Regions from separate parts of the Mus musculus genome. Here region 2 is linked to region 1. The links are chromatin contacts, called in public HiCAR-type maps. All regions are on one chromosome and are shown on one strand. The core of a region is the stretch at or near the end of the contact, and the rest is flanking DNA. Distances in the headings are between cores, read along the strand shown.

Region 1 (6,425 bases), core at 168-2,667:
GCAAGGTCCAGCCAGGGTTTAGTCCCAGCAGTTACTCCAAGTGTCCAGCAGAGAACACACCAGACCCTTCTGGAGATTTTCAGAACTGGGTATTACATGAGACCATGATTGCAAAGGCACTGGCCCACCATGGGAAGTTTGAGTTCTGGTTCTACCAACATATGTTGGGAGAAGTCAGGCTGATGATCCTGGTCGCATGAGCGCACGCGCGCGCACACACACACACACACACACACACACACACACACACACACACACACGAGAGAGAGAGAGAGAGAGAGAGAGAGAGAGAGAGAGAGAGAGAGAGAGAGAGAGACAGAGAGAGACAGAGACAGAGACAGAGAGACAAAGAGAGAGAGACAGACAGGCAGACAGGCAGACAGACAGACAGACAGGGACTGGGATATAGTTCACTGGAGGAGAGCTTACCCAGCATGCACAAGCTCTGTGTTTGAACCCCAGCACCACCTACACTGGGTGTGGAGGGTATGTCTGTAAACCCAGCACAGCAGGTGGCTCAGGAGTTCAAGGTCGAGATGGGGAACTTGGCAAGTATGAGGCCAGCCTGGGAGTAGGTGTGAGACCTTGTCTCAAAAAACAAAAAACAAAACAAGAATATTTAAAGGAAGAGGAGGAGGAAGCAGAGATGAAGCAGGAAGTAGGTTATTATGCCTGGGTGCTAGATAAGTGCTGCCTTTGAACCAAGTGTGCTTTTAGAAACAGATTTATTTTTAATTGACTTGTATGCGAGTGCCTGCGTGTATGTGTGTGCCGTGTGTGCAGGTACCCAAGAATGCCAGAAGAGGACATCTGATCCTCCACTCGAAGTGGAGTTACAGGCTGTTATGAACTGCCATGTGGGTTCTGGAGACCAAACCAAACCCAGGTCCTGTGCAAGAGCAGCCAGTGCCCTTAATCACCTTAAACTGTCTCTTCAGCCCTGATGAAACGATAACTTTGTGTCAGCATTACAAGCAGGGCTGCTGACAGATAGCAGCGGGGGTTTCCTAAAGAGTGTTCCTAGTGCATGCACAGTGTGGCCTTCAGCCAAGACAGTCTGTGCTGCAGACGTGGGTTCCAGGCCAGCTCCCTACCTCACACTGACTGCCTAGCCTCCTTTGGAACACCATCACTGTCCCCATTTGGGAACACTCATCAAAGTAAGATTTGGCGCCTACCCACTCCTGCCTCTCTGTTTCTTCTAAGAAGAACTGAGGCGGCTGCGTGAAGAGCGGTTCTGCACTTTGTAATACATTTTACTTTTTAAGGTCTCCGAATTCTTTTAAAGGGACCTTCGGGAGCCAGTGTATATTGGGAACATTTGCAAGCGGTTCCTCCTTCCTGTTGGCCCTGCCTCCCACCCCTGAGCTCTGTCCTTGCAAAGCCTGAGCTGCTTTCTGGGAACTGTCCAAGGAATCCTGAGTTCCCAGGATCGCAGCATAAAAAAAACAAAAACAAAAAAAACCGCAGCAGCCCGGAGCAGGACTGCCCAAAGCTCTCACTGCAGAGACCGACATGTGCTGCTTGGCTCAGACCACAAGTCACTCACAGACGTCCCCTGGGCCCGAGAGATGGCTCAGCGGGCAAAGGTAGGTGGGGTGAAACCAAACCACACGACGTGCCACTTGGTGACACATTTTACTTTAAAGGTCTCTGAATTCTTTAAAAGGGAACTGCCAAACCCAGGGAGTGTACGCTGTCAAGCCAGGCTTTGCATTTCATGAGAGAACCTCCTGAAAAGTTGTCCTCTGATTTCTGCAGCCATACCTTGGAATGAGTGTACCCCTTCCCCTCTCTTACACACACACACACACACACACACACACACAAATAATAATAATAACAATGTGATTTTTAAATTGATTAAAATATGCTGGGAGTGGTGGCCCATGCCTTTAATCCTAGGACTAGAGAGGCAGGAGGATCTCTGTGAGTTTGAGGTCAACCTGGTCTACATAGAGCTCCAGGTAAGCCAGGGCTACATAGTGAAAACATGTTTCAAAATACTACTACTACTACTACTACTACTACTACTACTACTACTATAATAAAATTTAATGAAAAGTACTTTTCCTGGGCCAGTGAATTGACTCAGAAGGTAAAGGTGTTTGCCACCACGCTCACTGACCTAAGTTTGATCCTTGGGCCGCACATGGCGGAAGGAGAGAGCTAACGTTGACCTCTATAAACTAGACATGGCAACTACACACCTACCCCACAACTCCTCCAAGACAGACAAAAAATAAATAAAAAAAATTTTTTTTAAATTGTGCATATAGATTTCCAGTCTTCCCTCTCATTCACTTTTTATAAAGACAGGGCAAGAACATTTAACTGACCGTCAAACCCACTGATCAGATGCTATATAAACCGGTGGCACATGCGTGCCATCTCAGAACTGGAGAGGTGGGGGCGGGAGGGTCAGGAGTTCAAGGCCATCTTTGTCTATATAGCTAATGAAAGCCAGCCTGGGATACGAGGCACCCCAGTCTCAAAAAATAAAATAAACCCGAACAAATAAAAGATGCCCACAGTGGACAAGTGTTAGCCTGGAAGACACCTATCGTCTGGTCAGGACTTCCAATGTACTACAAATGTCCCTTCCCAGAAGTCTGATCCCCACAGGAGGATCTCCCTTGCCCAGGAAGCAAGTTCTCGAACATTTTATTTGGTCTTTGATTCTTTAAAACATCTTTTAAAAATCTTTAAAGTGTGTGTGCCCATGTAAGTGTTATGTGCCCATTAGTGTGTATGTGTGTGTGTGTGTACCAGTGCACATGTGCAGAGGCCAGAAGAGGGTCCATGTGTCATCCTTTAGCACTTTCTACCTTATTCTTTTAGGCAAGGTCTCTCTCTGAACCTTGGTGTTTTTTGTTTTTTGGGTTTTGTTCTTGTTTTTTTTGTTGTTGTTGTTTTTTTGTTTTTTGTTTTTTTGTTTTTCTCATCTAGACTGGAAGCCAGTAAACCCTACAGATCTGGGTTACCAGCAAAGGAGAGATGCCTAGCCTGTTACATGAAAGTAGGAATCTGATGCCATGATTGTATAGCAAGTGCTTTTAGCCACTGAGGCATCTCTTCAGCCTCTACTTTCGCCCCCTGCTCCTGAGAAGAAGGGCTGAAATGAACAAGCCCAAATCAGGCACCCCAGGGATGCCTAGTCTGGCGAAGCCATGGTACCAGGGGTGGTACCACTGGTTGGCTTAAAATGAACACAGCTAAAATTAGACTCTTCCTCTGTGTGACCTTGGGCTCCCAGCAGCCCCATCCAAATGCCAGCTTCCTCTTTCTAAAGACCTCATGAGGATCAGATGTCTCCTCGACACACACGGAAACGTGGACCACGAAGCCCCATGCACCTTGAATTGTGTTAGAGTCAAGGAAGTGTCCTGACTGAACTGACCCTAAAAGGCAGACTCCTGAATTGCTGATCGCCACCATTTAGAAGGTCATGAGTCTAGCATGTCGGAGCGTGTAGGGGAAAACTTGTCCCTTCAGGATGCAAAACCAGACGTAGCACTGCAGAGTAAGTTCAGCCAGCTTTACAGCCAGTGTTGCTGGGTCTATGACACAGTCCCTTCCTGTCCTTACAAGGCATGTGTGTGTTTGACATCTGGAGCAGCAGCGGTTTCCTTAGTCTGCAGATGCAGAGACACCTGTATGGCTCAGTGGATGAGGGGAGTGTCAGACATGTCACCAGCAGCCCCCTTCCAGATGACAATGAGCAGACAGGATCTGACAATGGTAAACCCGAGCAAGGGGCCCCAGCTCCAGCCCCACATAAGCTGGGTGTGGTGTTGGATATCGATAGCCCTTATACTCAGGAGGTGAGGCAGGAGGACCAGAAGCCACCCTCAGCTACATACAGAGTTCAAAGTCAGCTTGGGCTCCGTGAGATTGTCACACAGCAGACAAACAAACAGGAGGGTTCTGAGAAACATCCAAGACAGCCTGGTGAGATGGCTCCGCAGGTAAAGATGTTTGCTGCCAAGGCTGACGACCTGAGTTCCCATCCCCCCCAGAAATCAAGGAAGAAGAGACAACTGACTGCCAAAGGTTTTCCTCTGGCCTCTATACACATGCCTTGGCGTGCACGCACCTACACATACACACCAGTAGTAAATAAAATATAACAATAAATCATCTAAGACAGAACTGGGAAAACCAAGGCCTGGACCTGGCTTTAATCTCAGGCATGCTCTTCCCTCTCCTCAGGCCTCAGTTTCCCTATTGGTAAGATTAGGAGATTGGACTTCTGAAGCTAAGGTCCCCCTGCTGCTGGTTCCAACATCCTAGGTCCTAAAGTGACCGGCATGCAAATGTGAGGGCAGCTGAGCCTGTAAATCTAGGCCAGGGGAGAAAGGAGCCAGAGGGAAGGAACAGCTGAACGGCGGCAGGCAGGCAGAGTGCCAGGGCCAAGCTGCCATTCTGAGATGGGGCTGGGGCTTGAGAGAATCAACCCAAGGTGTGGTGGCTGCAACAGCTTAGCACAGACCCACCTGTGAGATTTCTGGCCCCTGTCTTGGACCATCTGGAAATGGTCGGGGCAGCCTGGCCTGTGGCAGGGAAGGAAAACCAAACAAGAGCTCCCAGGAGAGGAGGCCTGGCGCCAAGGGCTGGAGGAGGGGATGCGCGCGCGCGGGGGCGGGGGGGTGGGGGGGAGAATACACTGTCAGGCCATGCTAGGCTGCGCCACCTGTCCAGGCTGGGAGGAAGCAGGAGTAGATGGAACGTCCAGAAAGACCCAGAAACTATGGAATCATCCAAGCTGTCCCCCATGTGACCACCAGGCCCCACCCCCAGGATCGCATGAAGGACCCCAGAAGGGAGATGCGCACCTATCTGCTGCAGGTCTCTGGTCTTTCTGAGTTACATGAGCGGGTCCCATGGATGTGGTGTACGGACAGCTAGACGCTCCCCTCCACCTGCCACACTCCAGGATCCTCCTGTTGCCTCCAGGCAATGAGAGACTTCACACACACACACACACACACACACACACACACACACACACACACACACACACACACACACACGGAGGGTGTTTCCGAGGCTGCTAAGTGCAGGATGTATCCCTGAGTGCCAGGGCATTGACCATAAAAGTGAAAGGAAGCAGCCAGCCAGATGCAGATTCCTCACGCCCCGTGGAGAGACGGAAGCTCCTGGAACTTTCCCAGGGCCGCTGACTCCCTAGAATCCGCCCTGGGATCTCTTTTTGATCTGCAACTGCAACAAGAGACGGGAGAGGTTCCCTGCCAGCCTCACTCAGAACAGGGAAGGGCAAAAATGCAGAAGTATGCTGGTGTACATCAGGGGCCCCACCCCAAAAAACCCGAAAGGCCACACTGCTCCTGGAGGACATCAGCAGGAGTGGCCTCTTCTGTTCTCACTGTGGCCAGAGAAGGCCCGGAACCTGTGACGTCAGGAACCCAAGCAACCGCTGGAGGGTCCGGGGCTCTGACAATATCCTGGGAACTCATGGGCTCTCTGGTAGGAAAGAGAGCAGCCATTTGGGCCTCCTACAGAGTCCAGGGATCATGCCCTCGATCATCAGTCACATGTGAAGGTCACAAGTTGATCCTTGCCTCCTGTATGGTCTCCTACACAGTGCCCCTCAGTGTCTCTACTGTCCAGAGCCAGATTTCCTGCTCCTGGCTGTCTTTTTGAATAAAAGTTTAAGACTGTCTCATTGCTGTTGTTGTGACTTGTACAGTGCCAGGGATGGAACCCAGGGCCTTGCATCACAAGCAAGTACTCTACTCCTGAGACCACTGCCCCAACCCTCACACCAGAATTATCTGAATGGTAAGGTCAGACGACTCCCTGCCCTAAAACCTAGAATAGGATGTGTGTCTACAATGTCCACTGTCGGCAGCTCCTGGTTTACACAAAATGCTTGGTCTACCTCTGCTCACCTCTGTGGGATGGTCCCATTCCACCCCCGTCCCCGCAGCTCCCTCACCCTACTGCCTATCCAGTCCATCTCATCGTAAACCCCCAGACCTTTAACTTTCCCCTCAACCTGCTCACAAACCCATGCACACTACTCAAATGGTACCCCAGCCAGCACATCCGCACACCTATAGACCTCCATATTATTGTTCCTGTCATCTCGTCTGCTCTGACATCTTTCTCTCCTGTCCTCCAGGGATACCAACGTCCTGATGACTACACCAGTACCCACTTTCGTCTCTCTCTAAGCCCCCCTAATACAGTAATTACAGAGTGTGTGCCACCAAAGCCTTATTGCAGTCCAGGAGGTCGGCACTCCAGACTTGGAGGAGGAGACAGGCTCAGAGGGGGTGAGGTGACTTGGCTCACCATCATCACACAGCCCTTGTCATATCTACCGCTGACTTCCTTGATTTCCCAATTAGACAGGGCTGGCTTTGGGTGATGCCCAATGACCAACAGAATGGCCACCAGTC
Region 2 (6,096 bases), core at 1,891-4,390, 1.2 Mb after region 1:
GCGTTCGTGTTACCGAGAGCCATTCCCCCAGCCCAGTGCTGGCTTTTAAACTTTTTCTTTGTTCAACACCAAGGACAGAGCAAACGATTTGGATGAAGAGATACCCAGGGCGAGGTTGGGTAAAACTGGCTTGGGGCTTTCATACCCTTTTCGGATAAAGGCATTGCCCCTCCCCAGGGAGCTACCAAAATTCCCTGAATCCAGTCCTTTTTAGTTCATTTGCTTGTTTGTTTGATTGAGCAGAATTTTACTATAAAGCCCTGGCTGTCCTGGAACTCACTGTGTAGACCAGGCTACAGGAATTATTTTACTATTTGCAGTTTTAGCAACCATATCATAGGATACACATTTACAGATATCTGCCTCCTGGATACTAGAATTACAGGTGATATTACATGTCCCACCTCAAGGTTGCAAATACTAAGATGGTTTCTTTCTTTTTTTTTTTTTTTTTTGGTTTTTCGAGACAGGGTTTCTCTGTATAGCCCTTGCTGTCCTGGAACTCACTCTGTAGACCAGGCTGGCCTTGAACTCAGAAATCCGACTGCCTCTGTCTCCCAAGTGCTGGGATCAAAGGCGTGCACCACCACGCCCAGCTCTAAGCTGGTTTCTTGCTATTTTGTGAAGATGTGGTCTATTCTTTTGACTACTGTCACTCTCTTCAGACAAAGCAGAAGAGGGCATCAGATCCCATTATAGATGGCTGTGAGCCACCGTGTGGTTGCTGGGAATTGAACTCAGGACCTCTGGAAGAATAGTCAGTGCTCTTAACCGCTGAGCTGTTCCTCCAGCCCATGAGAAGATGTGGTCTATTGTTCTCAAATAGTCTGTGCCAACATAGAAGCTCTCTTGTCCCTGAATGAGACCCATGTCACCGTCGTGAACCACACCACCATTTCCTTGTATGGAGCTGTTTTCCTACATAAACATACATCACACCCTGGCATGTGACAGCCTGTTTTTAAGGCCAACTCCCCCTTTCCTTAGACACTCACCAGAGGTGCCTTGCCAGTAGATTCATTAAGCCCTCCAGTAGCACCTGTGGTTGTTATTTTGTCTTCTATACCTGGGGGCACCATGCCGTCTCCTGTACCTGGGGTCACAATATCATCTTCATTCACGCCTATAGTCCCTGAAAAAGAAAGGCCAGTCAGGGATGCAGTATGCAAATGACGAGGGCAAAAATAATTGGCTACCTACAGTCATGATTCTGTTTCCTACATTGTAAGATGTGGTCTTTTCTGTCCAACCTCTGTACCAGAGCCAACACCACTGTCCTTGTGGTGCCTCTGACACACACCATGGCCTGCTTGTCTCCACTTAGAAGCAAAAGAACATGGAAACACATGGCGAAGGTGCCAGCTAGATGCTCTGGCCATGGACATGTCTGCCCTTCCCTTTTTAGTAGAGACAGTGTCTTCCGTGGCTAATGTGCTCAGGTGGACAGAGTATTGTATAGACCAGAAAAACTCTATAGAATCATTTGAACAATTTCTAAACATACTGCCGGGGTCCATGTTCTGTCCAACAAAATAATTGTCTGTTCACTTTTTACAATCAAACTCAGGCCTAGCATTATAGCCCAGCAATGGAGCCCATGCTTGGAATGTCTTAATTCCCAGCACCAAATCATTAACCAGTTAAAAACAAACAAACAAACAAACAAACAAACAAACAAACGTATGACTGGTAAGATGGCCACAAAGACTTGGTTTGTTGCCAAGCCTGAGAATCTGAGATCAATCCTGGGACCCACATGGTGGAAGGAGAAAACCAATTTTGGAAAATTGTCCTCTGATGGTCACATATGTGCCATGACACATGTGATATATAAATATATAAGATGTAATCCAGAAATATATAAGATGTAATAAAATTTAAAAGTGTATCAACAAACCAAATCTCCATTACTATTTAATTGAGATCGCTGCTCACTTGGATAATTAAGACCGCTGGATCACTGACGTCATAGACTTCTTTCAACTTCTTTTTTGAGATGGGCAGGGCCCCTCTACATAAGCCCTGGCTGTTCTCTAACTCACCAGGGAGACCAGGCTGTCCATAAACTCACAGAGACCCACCTGTTTCAGACTCCTGAGTGCTGGGATTAAAGGTGTGCACCGCCATGTTACATATGGAGTATGGAGTCAGCACTATACTTAAAGGTGTTGAGATGCAACAGGATACTTAGTACCAAGAGCTAAACTTATCTGATGCAACTGTTCTAACATGTGGTGTGTGTGTGTGTGTGTAGGTATGTATGTGTTATACTGTGTGTGTAGAGTTCAGAAGACAACTTCAGGTGTCACGGTGGTTTGGATAGGAATGGCCTCCTCAGACTCATGTGTTTCATTGCTTAGCTCGTATGCAATGGTACTATTAGGAGGTGTGGCCTTGTTGGAGGAAGTGTGTCACTGTGGTTTTTGTGGGCTTTGAGGTTTCCTATGCTCAAGCTATGCCCAGGGTGGTGGTATACAGTCTCCTTCTGCTGCCTGCGGATTGAGTTGTTGAACCTCCAACGCCACGTCTGCCTGTACGCTGCCATGCTTCCTGCCCTGACAGTGGGCTAACCTGTCAGTCAGTCTCAATTAAGTGTTGTCCTTTTTATAGGAGTTGTCCTGGTCATAGTCTCTCTTCACAGCAACTAAACTTTAAGTAAGACATCAGTTCCCCACTTCCACCTTGTCTGAGACAGAGTCTCTTATTGTTTACCACTATATAAGTCGAGCTAGCTGGCTTGTGAACTGTGGACTCTCCTGTCTCCATCCCCCATCTCTCAATGGAAGCACTAGGGCCACAGATGGCTAGAGCCACTATAGCATCTGCTTTCAGTGGGTTCTGGGCTTTAAACTCAGGTCCTCGTGCTTGGATATCATGTGAGTTAGTTACTGTCAACCTGACACAAACTAAAGCCACCGAGGAAAAAAAGAATCTTAACGGCGAAGTGTCACTGCTTGCATCTGTCTCCCCAGATTCCATGTGCTAGATAGAAATCGAATCTCCACAGTCATTGAGTCAAACAGTGTTTGAAGCTGGGACCTTGGAAAGGTACTGAGAATTGAACGAGGTCATCAGGATGGGGTGACCAGGAAGTGACTGGTGGGTTAGTAAGAGGAGGGTAGATCTGAACTGACGCATGCACTCGTACGGCGACATCACATCTTTGGCAAAGCTATGCCATTACAACGGCACCGGCAGAAACAGTACTGTGCTCTTGAACTTTCCCACCTCCAGAGCCACAAGGAGAATAACGATCTACGCTTTTGATTGACGATCTACACTTTTGATTGACATGCTTTGGGGTATTTTGTTACCGCAATGGAAAATAGAGGGACTCAAACAGTGTGAGTAGAGTTGACAAGTGCCCTCCTCTGCTGCCTCTGACTAACCGTATATCAGGGCATCTGCTCTTACTTAACTCACGTAATCCTTTTCACGAGTTACAAATCTGACTCACTGGCTACGGGCTTCCTCCCTAGACTGGAGCAGCAATGGAAACGCCATGCCTAAATGCAGTTGCGAAAGAAGCACAGGCAACGAGAATGGGAGGGAGGGGTGCTTGGAAAGCGCCCTGTGTAATTAGAGAGCAGATGTTTTCCGGTGACGAGCCATGCTTCCCTCCATGCGTTATTCTCCCTCTGTTAAGACAGCCCAGCCAGGAGCATGGCTAATAAACATTTGATCATAACTCCAAGTGCTCATGCCAACGGGGTGGGAGGCCCCTGGAGGAATGTTGCTCTGTTTCGGAGGAGCCTTCTCTGTGCAGCTGGCCCTGTTCCAGTTGCCAACGGATGGCTTTAGATGAGCTACCTAGCGTAGGCATCCTTAAAACAAAAAACCAAAAAAAAAAAAAAAAAAAAAAAAAAATCTCAGGAAAAGCCTTAAAACCTTCAAAACTCAGTGCATACCAATAGTAGACCTCCTCTTGTGGTCATTTGCTACTGTGGGCTGAGGGCAGGGACTGTGACTGCGGAGTAGACGGATGTTTAATGTCCATTTTTCAGACAAATAATCCCTACTTAAAAGCTAAGCACCCCCAGTGAAATAGACACTTCTTCAGTGGCGTTGCCACTGGAAAGATACCCATACTTCCACAAGCAAACCCTCACCCACACTCCTGTAGGCAGCCCTATAGAATCTCACTGGGACACACAGGCGCACACACACACAGGCACGCACACACACAGGTGCACACACACACACACACACACACACACACAGATATGAAATCAGGAAGGGAGTAGTTTGTTAGTTTGGAAGAGAATGAAAACTTGAAGGATTGTGAGAAGGACCAGAAAGAGGAGAATATGGTTAGAACACACTTATATGTGTATATGAAAATGTCAAAATGAAACCCGGTATCATTGACATTTAATATATGGTAATAGAAAACATTAAAAAAACAAAACAAACAAACACCCCTTCATTCCCCTGGATTGAATTCAGTTTTAAACATCAATTATTAAAAGGTTTCCTGGAACCACTGTCAAAATCATTTTTCATCCCGTGTCTCTAACTTAAAACAAGCCCTGCTTTAAAAACAAAAGTTCTGAGTGAAGCTGGCTTCAATTCCTTCATAGAGAGCTCAGTTCACTGAGAGAGTAACTCAGTAAAAATTCCTCCTTGTTCTTTCCTCCCCTTGGCCCGCGGAGCCAAGAACTGAAGTCGCCCTGAATAGACAAAGGGTGTTTTATGAATGACCATGCGTGTCTTTTGTCTCCCTGGGCCAGCATTCTTTTCGGCTCCATGGGAAAGTTATCTTTACAAGATTCTCAATTATTTTGGCTGAAGGCTTTCCCCGGTGGAGAGCGTCGACCAGGCCAGCTGCCGAGTTTCCAGCCAGCAGCTGACATTCCCCTTTCTCTTTTCTTGTAATCTCCAAGCCGTGGATTGATGTCTTTGCACTCATGTGTCCTCCCAGGAGGTACACACCAGCATGCTGGCGCTCAGGGATGCACTTCGAGCTTGCATACAAATGGTAGGTAAGTAGAGAGTGAGGAATCTACAATTGCAACCAATGCTCTCAGTCTGGCTTGCCAGGAAAGTTCTGGAAACATCTGTGTCCCTTCCCAGTCACCTGAGTACACTTCCTGACACACTCAGCTGCAGCTGGCATGGGCATGAGACTCAATGGAATTTCTTCACAGGCCAGAAATCCATCCCTTTGGATTTTAAAGAACAGCAGTTTTGCCTCTATTCTTTAAAAAGGTAGGAGGCTGGAGAGATGGTAGGAGGCTCAGAGCACTTCCTGCTTTTGCAGAGAGCTCAGATTCAAAACTGCCTGTAACTTCTATCCTAGGGGGATCTGATGCCCTCTACTGGCTTCTGTGGGTACTGCATCTACGTGCACGTACACACAAAGACACACATATACATAAAATAAATCTTTTTTTTTAAAGCTGAGTATGTCCAGGCAGTGGTACGCCTTTAATCCCAACATGGGGTCAGCAAAGGCAGGTAATCCTCTAAGTGTGAGGCTAGCCTGATCTACAGAGCAAGCTCCAGGATGGCCAGGGCTACACAGAGAAGTGCTATCTTGAAGAACAAAAACCATAACAACAACAACAATAATACAGCTGAGTATGGTGATACACACCTGTAACCCCGGTCGGTGCTGGTGGAGGGAAGAGAGAGGGTTGCTAGAGCTTACTGGCCAGCCCGTCTAACAGAACTGGAGTAGTCAGTGAGATACCCTGCCTCAAAAATAGATGGAAAGTGACTGAGAAGAAAATAGACAATATCAGCCTTATATATGGGCGAGTATACAGGTCCACACACCCACATATGAAAATATACATATACATCACACACACACACACGCTGAATATGTTCCTTTTTTAGATGGTACAGCCTGTTTTTCTTTTTTTTCTTTCTTCCTTCCTTCCTTCTTTTTTTTTTTTTTTTTTTTTGGTTTTTCGAGACAGGGTTTCTCTGTATAGCCCTGGCTGTCCTTGAACTCACTTTGTAGGCCAAGCTGTCCTGGAACTCAGAAATCCACCTGCCTCTGCCTCTGCCTCTGCCTCTGCCTCTGCCTCTGCCTCCCAAGTGCTGGGATTAAAGGCCTGCACCACCACACCCGGCTACAGCCTGTTTTTC

The links. HiCAR-type assays count read pairs that join an accessible place to other places.
Region 2: a HiCAR-type map of astrocytes shows a contact between it and region 1, with 5 times the contacts expected there. The contact joins two enhancer-like sites. A contact is called at or near these places in 1 of 39 promoter capture datasets (hippocampal neurons), 1 of 484 Hi-C or Micro-C datasets (embryonic stem cells) and 4 of 115 datasets of contacts at active chromatin or transcription factors (astrocytes, embryonic limb bud and embryonic stem cells).

Annotation. Positions count from the first base shown.
Region 1 is chr4:142,076,589-142,083,013 of GRCm38.p6, forward strand. The region is part of intron 1 of Tmem51 (transmembrane protein 51); the gene reads right to left. Among named protein-coding and RNA genes, the nearest start is that of Tmem51os1, 4.5 kb to the right of the region's middle. Within about 2 kb of position 1,418, at least 121 of the 459 cell types and tissues checked have an H3K27ac peak or open chromatin away from gene starts, as enhancers often do. A contact at or near this core is called in astrocytes, where this site is marked.
Region 2 is chr4:143,275,076-143,281,171 of GRCm38.p6, forward strand. Pdpn (podoplanin) reads right to left here. Exons shown (of 6, transcript NM_010329.3): 2 at 996-1,132. Among named protein-coding and RNA genes, the nearest start is that of Pdpn, 21 kb to the right of the region's middle. Within about 2 kb of position 3,141, at least 176 of the 459 cell types and tissues checked have an H3K27ac peak or open chromatin away from gene starts, as enhancers often do. A contact at or near this core is called in astrocytes, where this site is marked.